Linked DNA regions of Mus musculus: region 2 is linked to region 1. The links are chromatin contacts, called in public HiChIP or PLAC-seq maps. All regions are on one chromosome and are shown on one strand. The core of a region is the stretch at or near the end of the contact, and the rest is flanking DNA. Distances in the headings are between cores, read along the strand shown.

Region 1 (4,859 bases), core at 1,282-3,781:
AGCTACAGCAAGCTGGAGAACAGCCTGGGCTACATAAGACCCTGTCCCTCCTCTTTTCAAACAAACAAACAAAAAATTGTGAGGTCATGTCTTTCTGCCATTTCCCCTGCCCCCCCCCCGAGCTCCGTGTGTGTGTGTGTGTGTGTGTGTGTGTGTGTGTGTGTGTGTGTTTGAGACAGAGTTTCATGTACTTCAGGTGGTGAGGCTGAACTTGAACTCCTGATCTTCTACTTCACAAATGCTGAGATTTCAGGTTTGTGCCACGACATCAGCATGTTTTCCTTTTATTATTTTTTGAAATAATTTATTTTATGAACATAAGTGTGCTTGAGTATATATGTATGTATGTATATATAGCACATTCATGCAGGAGTATGAGGAGGTCAGAAGAGAGACTGGATCCTCTGAAACTGGAATAATGGAAGATTGTGAGCCACTATGGGTGTTGGGAACCAAACCCTGGTCCTTTGCATGAACAAGCAAATATTTTAGCTGTTGAGCTCTCTCTCTCTCTCTCTCTCTCTAGTCCACCAGCGGTTGCAGGTCTGTGTGTGTGTGTGTGTGTGTGTGTGTGTGTGTGTGTGTGTGTGTGTGTGGTAGGGGAATTGGGGATTGAGGGTAGCTTTTCTCTTTCTCCTTGCTATTCCTTGCACTTGCCAAGGTCCCTGGGCCCTTACAGGGGCTATTCTAGAATAATCAGGGACCTGTCTATGGGATCATTTCCTGGGTCTCCTTCTTACTCACCCCATCTCTGCCATTGTGAGGATGGAGCCTCAAGCCTATCCAGCCTGTGTGAGCGTAGCTGCCACATCCTCTGGCATCTCTCTCTCTCTCTCTCTGTCTCATTCACAGGACTGACTGGAGCAGGGCCGGCAGGGATCTGTGTCAGGGCTCCTGAGTATGGGTCACTTCTTAGAGGCTCACGACTTGGCATGGGCTAGGCATATGTTGGTGTTCTGGGGGACCCCCTTGGCAGCCTGCTCATTGGCTGTGCGCCCCACCTCCGGCCTGGACCACTCCCCCACCCCCACGAACACACCCCAGACTTTGCTCAAACACAGCTCCTTTTCTATTTGTGTCGATGATTGTCTGCTTGGACAAAGGGCCCCTTTCAGGGGCGTCAGAGGGTCAGCAAATAAATAAATGAATCAAGTCCAAGGGAGGAAGAGGAGACTGAGGTGGTGGGCAAGGCAGGGGGCAGGCAGCCCCAGGCTCCCATCAACTGGCTCAGCTCTCAGAGGTCCCCAGAGATGAGGGGATGTGTTGGCCCGCTAGAGGCTCACGCTGCTTTTGTGAAGGTCTGGAATATGAGGCCAAGGCACAGGGGCTTCACCCACAGAAGGATGCTGCTGATGGGGGCCTGGATTTGTGTGGCCAGTGTCATCCTAGGTGATGTGTACAGTAGGGAGAGAACAGTCCCATACCTGGTACAGTGAGCTGGTTGGCCTGCATATGGTTCTTGGTGTGTCCTTCAAAGTCCGGTGTCTACCATGCACAGTTTCTGTTTGGAACTGGAAGGGGTTGGGGGGGGGGGTGAGGTGACTGTGTTGGTGGAAGTGAGGTCTGTGGTGAATCAGCAGGACTTGGAGGCCTCAATAAGATGCCTTCCAGAATTAGAGGCCAGAATGTTTCCTCTCTTCTCAGACTCCCCACTTTGAGCTCAGATCAGGAAGCCATTCTCTAGGAACCTGGGTTTACTTCAGCTGAGCTTGGGTCAGGTCCCTGTTAAGGCCTGAGATGCCCTGCCTGCACATAAAGACATCTCACCATCTCACAGTGGTCACAACCCAGGCTCCTGCCAAGCAGATTTTCAAGTCTCCAATGCAGTCCCTAGTCCTTCTATCCACTCATGCTTGAAGGTTCCTGAAGGACCATAGTAGGGCATGGGAAAGCAGACTCCACAGTTAGCACCTCCCTAACTTATTGTCCCCAACTCATCAAAGCTGGAAGGCTATGAAAGAGGGTAGGAGTTGCCCTGGAGGGCTGCCTGGAGGAGTGGGGGATCAGCCTGCAGAAGTGACTGGCTGGGTTTGGTTGGAGCTGGCTGGCTGGCTGTGGGGCTGGCTAGCCCCTCTAGTCCAGGCCTGGCCAAGCCCCTAGGGCAGAGCTGACTCCTGGCCATTCCCGGGACAACAATGGCCAGCATTTAAATTCCAATTGAGTCGGCCAGAGTGGCCCCGGGCGTGAGAACAGGAGCCCCCACCCCCAGCTCCAGCCCCGCCTGCCGCATTCCTGCCTCCCCGGAGATGGCCGTGGCCAGGCCGTCTCCAGGGGGCCCGGAATGCAGCACTCAATGGAAGGGGGACAAGGGCCCATTGAGCAGTGACGGGCAGGATTGAGCTGTCAGCCCCCCAACTCAGGACCCCTCCTCTGTCCCCACCCTCTCTCCCTGGTGTTACTGATGACGGCTGCTCTTGGGGACCCCACTCATACCTCCTGTGGCTGTCCCCGAGCGAGCATGGGCCTCGTCCATCTGGCTGACTGCAGGTTCTGCCCTCTTGGCCCCTTTCCACCCAGCAGCTAGGGAGCTCTCGAAACCTCAATCATATCATGTCATGCCCCTGTGTAAAGCCTGTTATTGAAGGCAGGCTAGCTGACCCTGCTTTCCTTTGCTCTGCGTGTTCTCCCCCCTCAGCTCCACCAAAACCAGGGGCCCTTTCTCTGGTCTGTATAGTAACTGTCCCTGCCTAGCACTAGGAACACCCGCACATATTTGAGTATTCAAGGTTTGAATGCCAACCCTCTGGCCCATATTTCCCAGGACCTCCAGGTCCCTGGGACCCCAAACAAGGCTTGGTGTCTTCAAGGCAGCCATGAAGGGCAGAGTGGCAGCTCCTACACTAGCCCCACTAAGTCCATGTGGCTTGAGGGCAGGACTATAAGGCTGGCTGGAGCCTTGAAAAGCCCGAACCCCAGTTTTGGCTTGGACTTACCCTCTGTATTGTGCCCTTTGATCCCAAATACTGACCAGACACTAAGCTGAGCCATGCCCATGAGCTTTTCAAATGCCCTGGCAGAGCCTGCACTGGCCCTGGCTTTGTCTGCAGTGCTGGTCTTGTAAGTCTACGTGCAGCCTTTCTTCTCCTGCCAGCCAGGGCCAAAACACCAGAAGGATATCAGGAAACTGGGACTGGCAGTTACCAGGAAGTACAGAGGCTCTGTAGGGCTGCAGGAAGTCCTGGTTCTGATAATAAGCTGAGTAAGGTTTGGGGGCAGGCAGTCTGGCACCCATCCTACATGGCCATGGCAGCCACCCCTGTGTCAATGAGTGACAATAAGTTATAAGAGGTTGAAAAGGCAAGCTAGGTGGAGCGCCTAACAGGCTCTCAGCAGCACCCCATTCTACTACCACCCCTGGCTCCAGAATCGCCTGGAGGACTCTATAGAACTACCTGCTGGTCATCTTAACTCTCAGAGTGGGACAACAGAAAAGAGGGTGGGGACATTTCTGGGGATCACTGAGCCAGACTTCCTGTACAAGGAATCTGGGACCGAGCTTCAGGTTAGCCATGGCTCTCTGGCTATAAGGGCAAGCAAGGTCTTAGCCAGTATGGCTTAGGTGAACCCAGGGGCCACGGCAGCTGTGGGGTGGTTGTGGACTCCACAGCAAGTAAATGAATGACTTCTGAATATAGACAGACAGAGCTGACTGAGATGTGGGGAGAGCTAGTGCTCAGGTGCCCAGGAGACCTGCAACAAACACAGGCCTGTGAAGTTCCAGTCTGGACCACATTTGTTCCGATTTCTCAGAAGACCAAGACCCAAACCCAGCCAGCTGACTGTCTCTCTGTCTCTGTCTATCTGTCTGTCTCTGTTTCTGTCTCTCTGTCTCTCTCTCTCTCTCTGTGTCTCTCTCTGTCTCTCACTCACTACGCAGTAAGGGTCATTTAGTGGTAGCTAACAAGATGTTGGTCCTAGAATATGCTACAGGCATTAGCCTGAGCACTGTTGGGAAGCCCTGGCCAGGTTTATCCCTGCAGGCCTCTGTGTGTGGGTGGCCACATATGGTCTACTTCAAAGGACACTTCATCAGACATGTCTTTGGAAAACAAAACAAACAAACAAACAAAAATCCTTGGTCAGCTGGACCAGAAGAGTGGAATGTCGTGTCCTCTGGTAGGCTGGGCCCAAAAGCCACCTTCTAGGCCATCGTTCTTCACAATCTGGCTGGGCTGGGCTTTGGGTAGGAGCCAAGCAGCAGCCAGGCTTACTGGGAAGTGAAGTTATGGGAGTCCGTGCTAGGCACTGTCCAGCCCGAAGGTGCTAGCTTCAGCTAGGTATTCATACACCAGGTTGAGGCACCCATCATGCCTTGGGGCTTAGCCATTCACTCATTGGTTCACTTTATGATTCTGGGTCCAAGTGCAGGCTCTGCCCCAAGTCAGGAGGTCAAGCCTAAGGCAGATCTACCCCCCAGGGACCTACAGCTGAGAGTGTGGCGGGAATGTTCCTATAAGGAGTGAAAGAGGAGGCCGGGAATGCGGGGAGAGAAGCAGACCAGCCCTGAGGTGGGAACATAGGGAGGAAGGAACTCCAGCCTGGTTGTGTGAGGAGCCCAGGAGCCACAGATCTGTCAAAGAGAGGAGCCGAGCCCACTCAGGCTTGTATAGGTTCCTGGACTGCCTGGAAGTGGAGCTAAAGGGTGACCACGAGAACATCAAGTGGTTGGGGCAGATGTGGTAGCTAACTACTCTGAGAGCTGCATTCCCTCAGTCACAGGTAGCCCTCCCTGCTCAGTGCCCCTCAGCTGTCCTCTGGATGACCTGTCTTGCCAACACAGTGCCAGAACACGGTCAAACCATGGGTTTGGACTCTCTGTTGCCAGGTCACAGAGGGTGACTTCTTGCTGTTCTCCATGC
Region 2 (4,859 bases), core at 1,100-3,599, 110 kb after region 1:
TTAATGGAAAACATGGATGCTCCTGGGCCAGCAAGATGGCACAGTGGATACAGTGTCTGCTGCTAAGACTGATGACCTAAATTCTGTCTAGGGAACTCACGGTTTACAGAGAACTGACTTCTACAAGATGTCCTTTGACCACCATATGAATTCTGTGACGCGTGTGCACACTCTTACACATGCTAAATAAATATAATTTTTATATTATTATTATTATTTTGAGGCAGGTCTCTCTCTCTATTCCTGGCTGTCCTGGAACTCAGTATGTAGACCATACTGGCCTTGAGCTCATGAAGATTCTCCATCTTTATTGTTGTTTTGAGATAATGTTTCTCTATGTAGCCTTGGCTGTCCTATAACCCAGTCACTCTGTAGACTATGAACTCACAGTGAACTGTCTACCTTTGTCTCCTGAGGGCTGGGATTAACATACCACCACTGCCTGGCTACTTTGATTATTTTCAGTTATGTTTATGTGTGTCTCTGTACCTTGAAGGCAGAGGTGTTAGGTTCTCCAGTAAGTTTCAGACAGTCGTGAGCTGCCTGACGTGGGTGTTGGGAACTGAACTTAGGTCCTCAGCAAGAGTAGTATGTGACTTAGCCACTGTGCCATCTCTCCATCCCCATAAACACATTTAAGAGAGAAGAGCTGGGTGGTGGTGATGCTTAGTCTTTAACCCCAGCACTTGAGGAACTGAGGCACGTGGATCTCTGCATTCCAGTCTAACCTGGTCTACTGAGTACGTTCCAGACCAGCCAAGGCTTCATAGTGAGACCCTGTCTTAAAAGACAAACCAAGGGCCAAGAGAGATCAATGGATAAAGGTACCTGAGCACCAGAGTTCCCGGGACCCAAATAGAAGGGATGATTGCCTCCTTCTACTTGTCCTCTGACCTCCTCCTCATGCTCGCCATAGTGTACATGCACACACACGCACACTCGCACTGAATATAATGTAATAAAATATAAAACACAACAAAAATGAAACTAACCAAACAAGAGCAACACAGGAATCTGCCCTGGATGGGGTAGGGGAGGGGCAGGCTGGGTGATCTGAATCACTATCCACAGGCCAGCCATCTCAATTTTTGGACTCAATGTTTGAAGCTACTCATTAGTCTGGAAAAATGTGGCTCACAGCACATAGATTAGGAGGGGCTTAGTTATCTTCCTTCTGCTAGTATGGATTTTAACTCCCTGTCATTTTCTTTCTTTCTTTCTTTCTTTCTTTCTTTCTTTCTTTCTTTCTTTCTTTCTTTCTTTTCTTTTGGTTTTTCGAGACAGGGTTTCTCTGTGTAGCCCTGGCTGTCCTGGAACTCACTCTGTAGACCAGGCTGGCCTGGAACTCAAAAATCTGCCTGCCTCTGCCTCAAGAAGTGCAAGCTGGGCGCGGTGGTGCACACCTTTGATCCCAGCACTTGGGAGGCTGAGGCGGCGAATTTCTGAGTTTGAGGCCAGCCTGGTCTACAAAGTGGGTTCCAGGACAGCCAGGGCTACACAGAGAAACCCTGTCTCAAACAAACAAACAAACAAACAAAAACAAACAAACAAACAAACAAAAAAAGAAGTGCTATTTTAGCATTGAACTCCATTTCTTTTTTTTTTAAATTAATTTATTTATTTTATGTAAGTACACTGTAGCTGTCTTCAGACACCCCAGAAGAGGGCATCAGATCTCATTACAGATAGTTGTGAGCCACCATGTGGTTGCTGGGATTTGAACTCAAGACCTCTAGAAGAGCAGTCACCAGCCCTGAACTCCATTTCTTAAGCAAAACAGACTGAGTGGGCAGTGCTGGTCCCAGGCCCTGCTCTGATTTGATCCTTGAGCTTGTGGCAATTCTGTGGACAGAGCAGGGGAGCTAGGCCCAGGCTCCCTTCTTTGAAGTAATCCAACACTGCAAAATCAAACAGTGAGTGGGCCGCGGGGAATGCCCACACACAGTTTGACCTGAAAGAACTGTTCTTCACTCTCTCAAAGGGTGTGGCCAGGTGATGGGTGGAGCAGACCATAAATGGTAATGCCTGAAATCGGTGGAACCCCTGTGGTGGGACCTGTGTAGGAGACTGATTCATTAGCACGGCTAGAGCTGTTCCCTTAAGGTCCCCACTTATCCTTAAGTTGTTCTTGTGGCTTGGTGGGTGTCCTCACATCTCATAGGCCTTTCTCCATTATTCCTTAACCAAACTGAAGGAGTTTGCTGCTTGGCCTGTCTGTGCCCTACACTGTTCAGGCCACGTGCTTGAGAAAAGTGAGCATACTTTGTGTGTCTGGGATGGCACATACCAGACCCTTCTTCTAGTAAGAACAGGCAGGCAAGAGTTAGAGCTTGCGGGGTGTGGCCCTTATCTGTCACCCTTTCCTCTGGGGCCTAGAGAAACAATACTGATTATGGCCACAACTCTACAGAGTCCCAACATCCTGACTAACCATGGGTTTGAATTGTGTAATTGTGTTCCTTCAAAGGTATTTTCAATAATTAACCAGGGAACCTGTCATTGTGACCTTACTTGGAAATTAAGGCCCTGGCAGATGTAGGCTACTGTAGTCATCAGAAGAAAAATCAGAATCAGGGATAGACAGACTAGAAAAGGCCGCATGAAAACACAAGCAGAGGTCATGATGTTCACAGGAGCTGCAGATTGTAGGTAACCACCAGGTAGCTGGGAAGCAGCAGGAAAGCCCCACCCAGGTTCTGGAGCTCCATCCTTACAATTGTAAACCACTAACTTTCAGTTGTGCAGTCTAAGAAACCAACAATGAGGAAACCAGCTGTCTAAATCCAAAGGTAAAACTACCTGAAGATGAACACCTAGAGCGGGGATCCAGCTAAGACTAGAAGGGTATCACAGAAGACTTTGGGGACAGGCCTGCTGGGCTTATCTGTGATCTCAGCCCTGGAATGTGTGAGCGCTAGAGGCCAGCCTAGGCTACATAGTGAGACTGTCTTCAAACAAAACAAGTGAGCAAATGAAAAGGAAGGAGGACTGCACAGGACTGGAGTTTGATTTCCAGCACCCACATGATGGTCCTCAACCATCTTAACTCTATTTCTACACAACCTCTTCTGACTTCTGCAGGTACCAGGCATGCACATGGCACAATTACATACAGGCAGGCAAAGCAGTCATATGTGTAAAATTAAAAAATAAAAATAAACAGCGAGAGAGATGGCTGAGTGGTTAAGATTGTATATAGCTCTTACAGAAGACCTCAGTTGAGTTCTCCGCACCCACAACAGGTGGCTGAGAGCAGCCCATGACTCCAGCTTTAGATGCCAGAACCTCCGGCCTCCTCTGGCACCTGCACTCTTATATAGATACCCATACGCGTACACATAAAATATTTTTTTTTCCTCAAGACAGAATTTTTCTATGTTGACAGCCTTGGGTCTCCTGGAACAAGCACTGAAGACCAGGCCGGCCTTAAACTCACAGAAACTTGCTTGTCCCTGCTTCCCAAATGTTGGGGTTGAAGGCATGTACCGCTATAACCTATTAAGAATAAAATAAATCTTTTTTTAAAAATTAGAACAAAAAGTAGTCTCTCACCTAAGAGCTGGAAGAAGGTGTAGTTTTTCTGAACGATACCCAGTGTTGGATGTTGGCTGTCTCAAGAGCTCTGATGGGTTATCACCCTAGGGAGTGTCCTTGGTGAAAGATGGGGTCTATAGCTGTTCTGGGCTGGTGGTTTGTACCTGGAAGTAACAACTGGACCCCAGTGACAGATACCTTAGGCCTCTGAGTCAGGGCTTGTGAGAAGAGGGTTCTTAACCACATCTTTGTCCTGTGTAGTTTTTATCTGATAGGGACCCTAGGTAAATAGAAAAGCCTTGCAGTGCTGCCCAAGAATCCAAGATCATTCCTAGGGAATTCCAGTGGCCTTTGCCTGGGTGGGACCTCAGCTGGAGGCCTGGGGAAGTCACTCTTGGGTTTGGAAAGCAGAATGACCGGTTCTGGGGAGTTTGGGAGTAGGAGGTCCTTCGTGGTTCTGCCTTGGTTCCGGGCCTTTCCCCAAGCCCCTCTTTGGAGACCGGGGCCACCTAGGGCATGGGAGGAGGGGCAGCCCAAGCTGCATTTCCACTTGGAAGCCCTCTTTATTTGGCCTGGGACAGAGAAAGACTGGGGTCAGAGTGCACACATCTCCATGGAAACAGCAATGAGCCTGGCCCCTAGGGGACCCTAGGCATAGTAGGGGGTCTCAGGTTTTTTTTTTTTTTTTTTTTTTTTTTTTTTTTTTTTTTTTTTTTTTTTTTGACGAAGGGGCCTGGGCCTATCTTTGGCAGCAGCTTTTACAAAGTTCCATGAGGCCTGGAGAAGCAGGCAGACAAGTGGACACATGGAGCAGCAGAAGAGCAGACTGAGCTTTTTCAGGACTCCAGGCTCCAGGCAGGAAAATACAGCTCGAATGTGGAGTCTTTAGAGAAGGGACAAGCCTTGGAGAGACCAAAGAGAAGTTAGCTGTGCTGTTGCTGTTCCACTCAGGGTCCACCTGGGATTTGAGTCCCGCCAAATTCTCTCCAAGAGAGTATCTCCTCTGATAGTCTCAGAACTCCGAGACTGCCAGAGCATCTAAACAGTGACCTATAGACTGAAAATCTTGACTTGGATGGTCTGGGAGCCTGCTGTGAGAAGTATGCAAACCTTAGTGGATGAATTGCTTTCTCCTCAGGATTCTACCTATGGAGTCCCATCCAGGCCCCTTTTCTGCCTGGGAGTACTAGAACATAATAGTCAGGAGCCCCTGGGTGAGGTTGTGTACGGAAGTGGGCTTATGAAAGCTCAGAGAGAACAGGAAGAGAACAGCGCCAAATACCATCCAGGAAAATTCAAATACACGCTCCTTACAGAACTGCAGG

The links. HiChIP or PLAC-seq counts read pairs in DNA pulled down with a chosen protein or histone mark.
Region 2: a contact with region 1 is called in an H3K27ac HiChIP or PLAC-seq map of extraembryonic endoderm stem cells. The contact joins two enhancer-like sites. A contact is called at or near these places in 1 of 39 promoter capture datasets (embryonic stem cells), 5 of 484 Hi-C or Micro-C datasets (embryonic stem cells, nephron progenitors and trophoblast stem cells), 5 of 115 datasets of contacts at active chromatin or transcription factors (embryonic stem cells, extraembryonic endoderm stem cells and pancreatic cancer cells) and 2 of 9 other capture datasets (adipose tissue and pancreatic islet).

The regions. Positions count from the first base shown.
Region 1 is chr5:33,703,265-33,708,123 of GRCm38.p6, forward strand. No RefSeq gene overlaps it. Among named protein-coding and RNA genes, the nearest start is that of Fgfr3, 16 kb to the right of the region's middle. Within about 2 kb of position 2,532, at least 73 of the 459 cell types and tissues checked have an H3K27ac peak or open chromatin away from gene starts, as enhancers often do. A contact at or near this core is called in extraembryonic endoderm stem cells, where this site is marked.
Region 2 is chr5:33,814,217-33,819,075 of GRCm38.p6, forward strand. No RefSeq gene overlaps it. Among named protein-coding and RNA genes, the nearest start is that of Gm52782, 9.4 kb to the right of the region's middle. Within about 2 kb of position 2,350, at least 9 of the 459 cell types and tissues checked have an H3K27ac peak or open chromatin away from gene starts, as enhancers often do. A contact at or near this core is called in extraembryonic endoderm stem cells, where this site is marked.